Regions from separate parts of the Sus scrofa genome. Here region 1 is linked to region 2. Evidence: chromatin contacts called from public Hi-C data. All regions are on one chromosome and are shown on one strand. Each heading gives the region's core, a stretch centred on a gene start, on an enhancer-like site or on the middle of the called end of the contact. The rest is flanking DNA. Distances are from core to core; before and after follow the strand shown.

Region 1 (5,123 bases), core at 311-2,810, 43 kb before region 2:
ACAGACCCACCCCCTCAAAAAATCCTTGCCCTCCTTGTGTTTATATGCCAGTGTGGGGGTTGATGCGGACGGCAATAAACACATAAATAAGCAACTCTATGGATTTCCAGGTAGTGGCAAGTGCCACAGAGAAAAACAAAGCAAAAAAGGGAACCAGTGGGTATGAGGCAAGTGTGAGGCATGAGGCTGGTCAGGAAGCCTCGCTGGGTGACAGTTAAGCAAAGACCTGCAGGTGGAGTTCCCGTCATGGTGCAGTGGAAGGGAATCTGACAAGGACCCATGAGGTTGCAGCTTCGATCCCTGGCCTCGCTCAGTGGGTTAAGGATCTGGCATTGCCATGAGCTGTGGTGTAGGTCACAGACGTGGCTTGGATCTGGCATTGCTGTGGCTGTGGCTGTGGTGTAGGCCAGCAGCAACAGCTCCGATTGGACCCCTAGCCTGAGAACCTCCATGTGCCACAGGTGTGGCCCTTAAAAAAAAAAAAAAAAAAAAGACCTGCAGGTGGCAAGATGTATACGGAAGCATGATGAATGAATACATGAGTGTGTTAGTCTGCTAGGGCCGCCTAACAAAAGAGCAGACTCGGGGGCTTAGACAACAGACAACTTTTTTCTGAAGGTTCTGCAAGTCCAAGATCAAGGTGTTTTCTCCCAAGGCCCCTCTCCTTGGCTTGCAGCTGGCCCGTTTCTCCCTGTGTCCCCACATAGGGGCCTCTCCATCTACGAGTCGTCTGTGTTCTAATCTTCTCTCCCCTCTCATTGGATTAGGGCCCAACCACCTGACTTCGTTTCCCCTTCATTATCTCTTTAAAGGTCCTGTGTCCAAATAGTCACATTCTGATACACTAGGGGTTAGGACGGCAACATACGGATTTTGAAGGAACACAATTCAGTCCCTAACAGTGAGTGGATGAATGAATGAATGAACAAATGAATGCATGTGCCTCTTGGCTTCTGGGGGAGAGTGAAGGCAGCTGGAGACACACAAGGACTAAAGGAACAGGAGACAAAGCAGCCACATGAGAAAGAAAGCCAAAGATTTGACGTGTGTTGTTTTTCAAATCCCTCTTGGCCAATTCAGAATGTGCTTTTTTTGTTCAGCTCCGGCTCTTAACTGTTTCCAGAAGTGGTTTTATTAACTGCTGGCCCGGAGCAGGAAGTGGTAGAAGGAAATTCTGAACTTGGAAGCAGAAGAGCGGGGCGCTGTGTCTGCTCGGCTGAATGACCTTGAGAAAGTCACTTAACCTCCCAGAGTCACCTTTGCTTTGTCTATAAAATGGAGATAAGGGGAATTCCCTGGCGACTTGGCTGTTAAGGATCTGGCATTGTCACTGCCATGGCTGGAGTCACCACTCAGGTCACTGCCGTGGCGATGTTCAATCCTTGGCCCAGGAGCTTCCATGTGCCGTGGGCACAGCAGAAATAAATAGATAAATAATTAATTAATTAAATGGAGATGAGAATCCTGTGCCTTCATAGAAATGCCAGAGAAGTGAAGGGAGGCAGTCAGCAGGCAGGTGAGGGCGTGTAGCAATAGGGCTTAGTAAACAGAGAAATGTAATATAAATAACACAGAATGTATTACAATGATGTTTACAGTGAAAACCGCAGCAGACAGCTCATAGCTGGGGCCTTCTGTCCATTTCAAAGAGATTTTTTTTTTTTCTTCTTTGCTTTTTTTGGGGGGGCTGGACCCGTGGCATATGGAGGTTCCCAGGCTAGGGGCTGAATCAGAGCTACAGCTGCCTGCCTACACCACAGCCATAGTGACACAGGATCTGGGCCACATCTATGACCTATACTACAGCTCAGGGCAACACCAGATCCCCAACGCAGTGATCGAGGCCAGGAATCGAACCCACACACTCATGGATACTAGTCAGATTTGTTTCTGCTTTGCTGCAACGGGAACTCCCCTGGAGGGAATTTATTGAAGTCCAATCCCTGTCCTGATTGGGTCCCCACCAGGGAATCAGAGAGCTCAGGCTGGGAAGAGGAAAGACTAGAAAAGCTAGAAGGGAAATTGACCCCACCTCAGGCCATTCCTACTTCACGAAGGATTATTTCTACACACACACATATATATAAAGCTATAGATTTTTTTTTTTTTCTTTTTGTCTTTTCCAGGGCTGCACCCAAGACATGGAGGTTCCCAGGTTAAGGGTCTAATCGGAGCTGTAGCCGCCGGCCTACACCACAGCCACAGCAACTCCAGATCCGAGCCACATCTGTGACCTACACCACCAACCTCACGGCAACGCCAGATCCTTAACCCACTGAGCGAGGCCGGGGATTGACAGTTATTAGTTGGGTTCATTACCGCTGAGCCACGACGGAAACTCCTAGAGTGTAAATTGTTAATCTCTGCAAGCACCCTCACCACAAATGCTGGAGTTGCCCCACCCCGTGACTCAGCACCTCTGCACCTGCCTGTTGCCCTGGGAGACTCAGACAAGCAATGTTGACAGCGGAGCTGCTAGGATAGCTCAGAGAGGTTAAGTCACTTGCTGATGATCAGCTTGTGACTCGGAGAACCGGGATCTGATTCTACTGGGCGCTCTAACAGCCGGCATGTCCACTGGTCCTGTGGGGGTCCCGCCACAGCTGGCTAGGAACCTTTGGTCTTGAGTTGCATTCACAGGAGGCGGGTTTTGGAGCACAGAGGCCTCTGTACACCTGCTGCTGGCCTGTCCCCCCAGACTTCAGTCTGTCTCCTTCCCAGCTTTGGGTTATATCACAAATGCCCCCCTTCTATCACCTCCTCCTTGGGAGGTACCAGCCTCAGGCACAAGCAAACGCAAAGGAAAATTCCTACAGAGGGTTAACCTGGAAGCGCCCTTCCTCAAGAGGGCTGGGCAGCCCTGCCCTCCACCCCAGCCCAGCTCAGGAGTGATGGCAGATGGCCTGAGCTTGACAGATCTCACCACCTGGTGGCAGGAAGCCAAGGGTGACTCTTGCCTCGGGGAAGGGAGAAGCTAGGAGCCAATTGATTGAAGAGATCAAAGGCAGCTCCATCCTTTTCAGATGCAATGAGCTGCTAATGCTTTTAAAGAGAGAGACTAAGCAAACAAGGGAAACTATCCTTGGGCCAAAAAAAAAAAAAAAAAAAAAAGGTGGTTGCATTCTAGAAACTCTTGGTAGCATCTGAGCCATTGTCCTACTTACTCTTCTGATTTTGGATCATCCACCAAAAGAGTCGAATTCCTTCTTACATTGACAATGATGCTGACAAGGGCGATGATACCAGCGGTCTCACTGCTGAGACAGGAACGGTAAGTACTTCGCATCTAGGAACTCATCGAATCCCCCCACTTCCCCAAGAACCTAAGAATAAGGTTCTCTGGTCTGCTCGGGTTTGCCACGGAGGACCTTGAGGACTTGAGCTGATCGGAGGCAAGTCCCAGCTCCAGGCCAAACCCTTTCGAAACTCAGCTGATGTCAGAATCATAAGATGCCAAGTCCACGGTCCTGCCATTGTCCCCAACACTGCGGCCTCAGGGCAGGAGATGATGTCATGGGAACTGCTGTTTTTGTCCCAAAGGATGGGCAAGGCTGGGGGGAGGGGCCTTCGTAGGGCAGCTCTTCTCTCCATGGGGGGGGGCTCACGGTGCGGGGCAGGGGGAGAGGGCGGGGATCCAAAGATCTTTCTCATATGCTTCTGCATTATTTGAACTTTTTACAGTAAGCATATATTATTTCTACCATCACAAAGAAGCCAGAAAACCATTTCATTTTGCAAAAACAATCCAGACCAGTTTGCTCTTTTTCTAGATTCCCAGGGTCAGTTTCCAGCCAATCTGGGTCACTTGCTCCTTGGCCTTGGCTCTCTGGGAAACTCATCTGACAGGAGGCTCTCTCTGGTGCCCTCGGCTGCAGACTGCTCTGCTCTAAGGTGGAGGCAGGAACACTGGCTGCCTCTCAGGCTCCTCTGTGACCTAGACAGAAAAACATTTTTGCATGGAGCCAAGCCCATAACCTGAAGAGCCACAACAGGAACTCCGAGAACGGGTATTTTAGAGGGATTTATGGGCCTGTCTTCACTTTCTTATAAGAACCACCAAAGCAGGGCGACTAACTATCGTTTTCCCGGGATTGAGGGAGTTGTGGGCACAGGGGGCTTTCCGTGCTAAAACTCGGAAAGCCCTGGGCAAACTAAGATGCATTGGTTAACTTGGTCAAAACCAGGTCCCCCTGGCGGCAAAACAAATGTCTCCAGGTGTCAGGCCAGTCCCGAGAGGTGTGGAGTCACCCACCATGGGCATTAGGAGATGGGGTTTGAAGCAGACAAATGAAGAGGGTGTCCTAGATTTCCTGCTGTGGCTCTTCGTGTTACAAACATCAACTAGTATCCATGAGGACACGGGTTCAATCCCTGGCCTCACTCAGTGGGTTAAGGATCCTTCATTGCCATTGCTGTGGGCTGTGGTGTAGGTCACAGATGTGGCTTGGATCTGGCGTTGCTGTGGCTGTGGTGTAGGCCGGCAGCTGCAGCTCCAATTAGACCCCTAGCCTGGGAACCTCCATATGCCATGGGTGCAGCCCTAAAAAGCAAAACAAACAAACCAACAAAACAAAACAAACAAACAAACCTATCTTTGGTGTCTAATTTAGAAGCTTTGAAGAACATTTCTATTCTGCCCGCTCTTTACAGCTACTGATAAAAATCAATTCTGAAGCAACTAAGATGCCCCACAGGAGCTGCAAAAACCATGGTGCATCCAAACAACAGAACATTATTCAGCACTAAGAGGAAATGAGAAGAGTTCCTGCTGGGGTACAACGGGATCGGTGGTGTCTCTGGAATGTTGGGAGGCAGGTTCGATCCCTGGCCTGGCACAGTGGGTTAAGGATCTGGCATTGCCGCAGCTGTGGCATAGGTCACAACTGTGGCTCGGATCTGATCCTTGGCCTGGGAATTCCATGTGCTGAGGGTGGCCACAATTAAATAATTAAATTAAATTAAATTTAAAAAAAGAAATGAGCACCAAGCCATGAAAAACCACAGAGGAACATTACATTCACAGTATTACTTTTTCTTTTTTTCTTTCTTTTTTTGTCTTTTTTGCCATTTCTTGGGCCGCTCCCATGGCATATGGAAGTTCCCAGGCTAGGGGTCCAATCAGA
Region 2 (4,463 bases), core at 974-3,473:
AAAATGGGCAAAAGACTTGAATAGACATTTCTCCAAAGAAGATATACAGATGGCCAGCAAACACATGAAAAAATGCTCAACATCACTGGTTATAAGAGAAATGCAAATCAAAACTACCATGAGATACCACCTCACACCAATCAGAATGGCCATCATTAATAAATCCACAAATAACAAGTGCTGGAGGGGCTGTGGAGAAAAGGGAACCCTCCTGCACTGTTGGTGGGAATGTAAACTGGTACAGCCACTATGGAGAACAGTTTGGAGATACCTTAGAAATCTATACATAGAACTTCCATATGACTCCGCAATCCCACTCTTGGGCATCTATCCGGACAAAACTCTTCTTAAAAGAGACACATGCACCAGCATGTTCACTGCAGCACTATTCACAATAGCCAGGACATGGAAACAACCCAAATGTCCATCGACAGATGACTGGATTCGGAAGATGTGGTATATATACACAATAGAATACTACTCAGCCATAAAAAAGAATGACATAATGCTATTTGCAGCAACATGGATGGAACTAGAGAATCTCATCCTGAGTGAAATGAGCCAGAAAGACAAAGACAAATACCATATGATATCACTTATAACTGGAATCTAATATCCAGCACAAATGAATATCTCCTCAGAAAAGAAAATCATGGACTTGGAGAAAAGACTTGTGGCTGCCTGATGGGAGGGGGAGAGAGTGGGAGGGATCGGGAGCTTGGGCTTATCAGACACAACTTAGAATAGATTTACAAGGAGATCCTGCTGAATAGCATTGAGAACTTTGTCTAGATACTCATGTTGCAACAGAACTAAGGGTGGGGAAAAAAAATGTAATTGTAATGTATACAGGTAAGGATAACCTGACCCCCTTGCTGTACAGTGGGAAAATAAAAAAATTTTTTAAAAATAAAAAATAAAATAAAATAGGAAGAGTTAAATACAAAAAAAAAAAAAAAAAAAAGTTTATCACAACCGAAAAGGCTCTTATAGAAATACCCAGAATAGGAGTTCCCTTCATGGCTCAGTGGTCGACCAACCCCCCTAGGATTCATGAGGATATGGCTTCGATCCCTGGCCTTGCTCAGTGGGTTAAGAATCTGGCGTTGCCATGAGCTGTGGTGTAGGTCGAAGATGAGACCCAGATCTGGTGTTGCTGTGGCTGTGGTGTAGGCCAGCAGCTGTAGCTGGGATTGGAACCCTAGCCTGGGAACTTCCATATGCCGGGGGGTAGAGCCCTAAAAAAAGCAGAAAAAAAAAAAAGAAAAACAACAAAAAAAATCTCAGAAAAACCAAAACACAGCAGCAATGAATAAAAAACAATTCAAAGGAAGGTGCGGAGACATGACGAGGGGTTAACAGTTTGCCAGGCGTTGGGCTGCAGATGAGCAAGAGGACGGAAAAGCGCTCACACAAGGTTGCCCACTTGATACTTTTGATCCAAAAGCTTCTAGGTACATTCAATTGAGATCAGAAGGATGGTTTGTCATCAATTATAAATTACTTTTGTTCCATTCTCCGAGTCCACATGATTTTTTAGCGTAGTTTATCAAACACTGGCCTTGGGCCTGCTAAACCAGGCGTGGGGAAAGCTTGACTTTGAGCAGCTTGCGCCAGGCTGGAGATGGTAGGAAGCAGATAAGGATAGCCTCCAATGCCAATGCAAGAAGCTGAGGCCTGGGGGTTGGGAGAGGCGGCGGGGGCGGGAAGGGTGGGGTAGGGGGTCGACTTCGCCTAAGAGATGGCAGTTTGGAAGGGCAGACAGCCTTCATCAGGCAAAGCGCTGAGCACGTGGACTGGAGGAAGGCACGTGTCCAGGGGGCAGCACGAACCAAGGAATGAACCTTCTCGTGGGGCCCCTGGGACGTTGCATGACGCTTGAAGCCGGTTTCATCGTGTGATCCCAACAGACGGAGACGAATCGACCCCCACTGTTTTCCTCTCTCCCTTTCCTGAAGAAGAAATTGCGTCCTTCCCGATAAGTACTCTCAAGTCAGGGAGCCAGCGCGGACTGGAGCAGCTCGGTGAGCCCGCCGCAACTCGCAGTGTGTGAACCTGACATTCCACTCCGGTCCGACGGCGGGACCGCGGAGATCAGGAGGCCGGGTTACCACCACAATGACCTGGCCTTGACCGCCAGGCGTGTCCCGCTGACGTCCTGCAGTGACGGGCGGGGCGGGCGGCTGGCCGCGGACTCGGAAGGCCGGGGCGAGGGTGCCCTCTGGTGGCCGCGGGGAAGCCTGCGCCCTTCCCCGCCCTTGGCGCGCTCAGCCACAGATCTTCTACATGATCCTGATCAAAGGCCCGGTGGGGTTCAGTCACAGCCCTGCAGGGCTGCCATTTCGGGAGCAGGAGTGGGAGGAGACATGTCCCCAAAGGCAAGAGGAGCCTTTTTAACCTTTGATAACATATTCAGTAGAAAAGTGCTTGGTGCTCCTGCAGAGGCAAAGAACGATTTTGAGGAAAGGGATCTTTTGTTCCTGGCAGCTGGGAAAGGTCAGGCTTTCTTCTCAGAGCAGCGGGATCAAAAGGCCTTAAGGAAGCCCAAGGTTTTTATCATATAGGTTTTTATCATATTGTCAGAGAAGTTCGGGATCTGCAGACAGGTGGGTTAAGGACCCCAAGGGGTCCCGCCTCTGAAATTCCTTAGAGACTGTCTTCAGGGGTGGTCTCTAAAGCATCAAAGGTCCCCAGATTCTGTGTTAATAACCCAAATGCCCACTGATGAAGGACAAGAAGATCTAAGAGGCTGTGCTGCCAAATGGTCAAGTTCAAGCCTCTCCAGGACTTAGTGTTTCCTCCACTGCGAAGCCCACACAAGGACCGCAGCGCCTGAGGGAGTGGTCGGAACCCAGTGCCAGCAGCTGTAAGGACAGTGCTCGGGGTGGTGGTGGAGCAGGGCTGCGCGGTCCTGGTGGCCCGGCTGTGAAAGAGCAGCCAGCCGGAGAGATGAGGTGGAGCTACAGGTACTGACTTGGAAAGATGGCCAATATCAGTCACAAAGTGAAAAATGTACGTTTCAGATCAAGAGGCACAAGATAGGAGTTCCCTGGTGGCTCAGCGGGTTAAGGATCCAGCCTTGTCACTGCAGTGGCTCAGGTCACATCAACCCCAAACCCAGCAGCTGAAAACAACCAATGTTTATCATCTAACATAGTTACAGAGAGTCAGGAAACCAGGTGTGACTCCACGGGGCACTTCTGGCTCTGGGTCTCTCAGGAGGTTGCAGTGAGGATGTTGGCTGCAGGCATGTCATCTGAAGGCTTGATGGGGGCTGAAGTAGTCACTTGCAAGACGTCACACACCATGACTGTTGTCAGGAGGCCTCAGTGCTTGGCCATGTGACCCTCTCCACAAAAGTTCACTGAGTGTGGGGTGTCTTCACCACATGGCAGCTGGTTTCCCCAGAGTGAGTGATTCTAGGAAGGAGGAGCTTACAAGGTCTTTATGACTTAGCAGCCTTGGGAGATGCACCCCATCATTTTCTGCCACATCGTTTATTACAAACAAGTCACTAAGGCCAGCCCACCCTCAAGGCAAGGAGAATTAAGCTCCACCAAACAGAGGAGTATCAAGGAATCTGGACATACTTTAAAACCATCATATCCTGGAGTTCTCGTCATGGCTCAGTGATAACAAACCCAACTAGTATCCATGAGGATGAAGGTTCGATCCCTGGCCTCGCTCAGTGGGTTAAGGATCTGGCATTGCTGTGGCTGTGGCTGGCAGCTCCAGCTCCAGTTTGACTCCTAGTCTGGGACTTCTATATGCTGTGGGTGCAGCCCTAAAAAAACAAAAACCCATCACATCTTGTTAAAATGATGATTCTGATTCAGTAGGTCTGGGGAAGAGACCCAAATTCTACACTTCTAACATGCTTTTGAATGATAACGCTGCTGTTGTTGTGAGTAGAAAGGGAATCAAAAGCATGCAAAGAATGATGGCTCAGATCACACCTCTAGAATTATACTGCTTGTAAGAATAACACCCTTTGTCATGCTGGCATCATCTTTGGACAGTGTCCAATTTTAAAATCACATTTCCCCTGAAAGTTCAGAGCAGTAAAGTAAGAGAAAGACAAGATTACCTTGTTAATACACGAGAACAAGCTGTAATGGAATTAAAAGCAATCAAAGGGGGATTCAGAAAATCTCTCTGGCCTTCTTCTAGAAGCTCTCAGAAGCATAAAACATCAGCTATCAATTCGGAAGGGGATGCTAAGCAAACAGCAGCAAATCTGGTCTTTTAATACAGATTGTATGATGTGCCTTCCTAAGACTAAGACTCCTGACTGCATACTCACAAAATTAGCTTTGGTATAGGAAGGGAGTTCCCATCTTGGCTCAGCGGTTAACAAACCAGATGAACATCCATGAGGACGTGGGTTCAATCCCCGGCCTCAATTAGTGGGTTAAGGATCCAGCATTGCTGTGAGCCGTGGTGTAGGTCACAGATGTGGCTTG

Evidence for each region. Hi-C and Micro-C count contacts between places; a contact is called where the count stands out from the background.
Region 1: a Hi-C map of subcutaneous adipose tissue shows a contact between it and region 2, with 2.7 times the contacts expected there. The contact joins two enhancer-like sites. A contact is called at or near these places in 1 of 5 promoter capture datasets (liver), 33 of 47 Hi-C or Micro-C datasets (adipose tissue, alveolar macrophages, blood and 15 more) and 2 of 2 datasets of contacts at active chromatin or transcription factors (alveolar macrophages and skeletal muscle).

What each region holds. Positions count from the first base shown.
Region 1 is chr3:26,422,693-26,427,815 of Sscrofa11.1, reverse strand. No RefSeq gene overlaps it. Among named protein-coding and RNA genes, the nearest start is that of ITPRIPL2, 21 kb to the right of the region's middle. Within about 2 kb of position 1,560, at least 20 of the 83 cell types and tissues checked have an H3K27ac peak or open chromatin away from gene starts, as enhancers often do. A contact at or near this core is called in adipose tissue, alveolar macrophages, retroperitoneal adipose tissue and 1 more, where this site is marked.
Region 2 is chr3:26,380,546-26,385,008 of Sscrofa11.1, reverse strand. No RefSeq gene overlaps it. Among named protein-coding and RNA genes, the nearest start is that of COQ7, 17 kb to the right of the region's middle. Within about 2 kb of position 2,223, at least 40 of the 83 cell types and tissues checked have an H3K27ac peak or open chromatin away from gene starts, as enhancers often do. A contact at or near this core is called in adipose tissue, alveolar macrophages, retroperitoneal adipose tissue and 1 more, where this site is marked.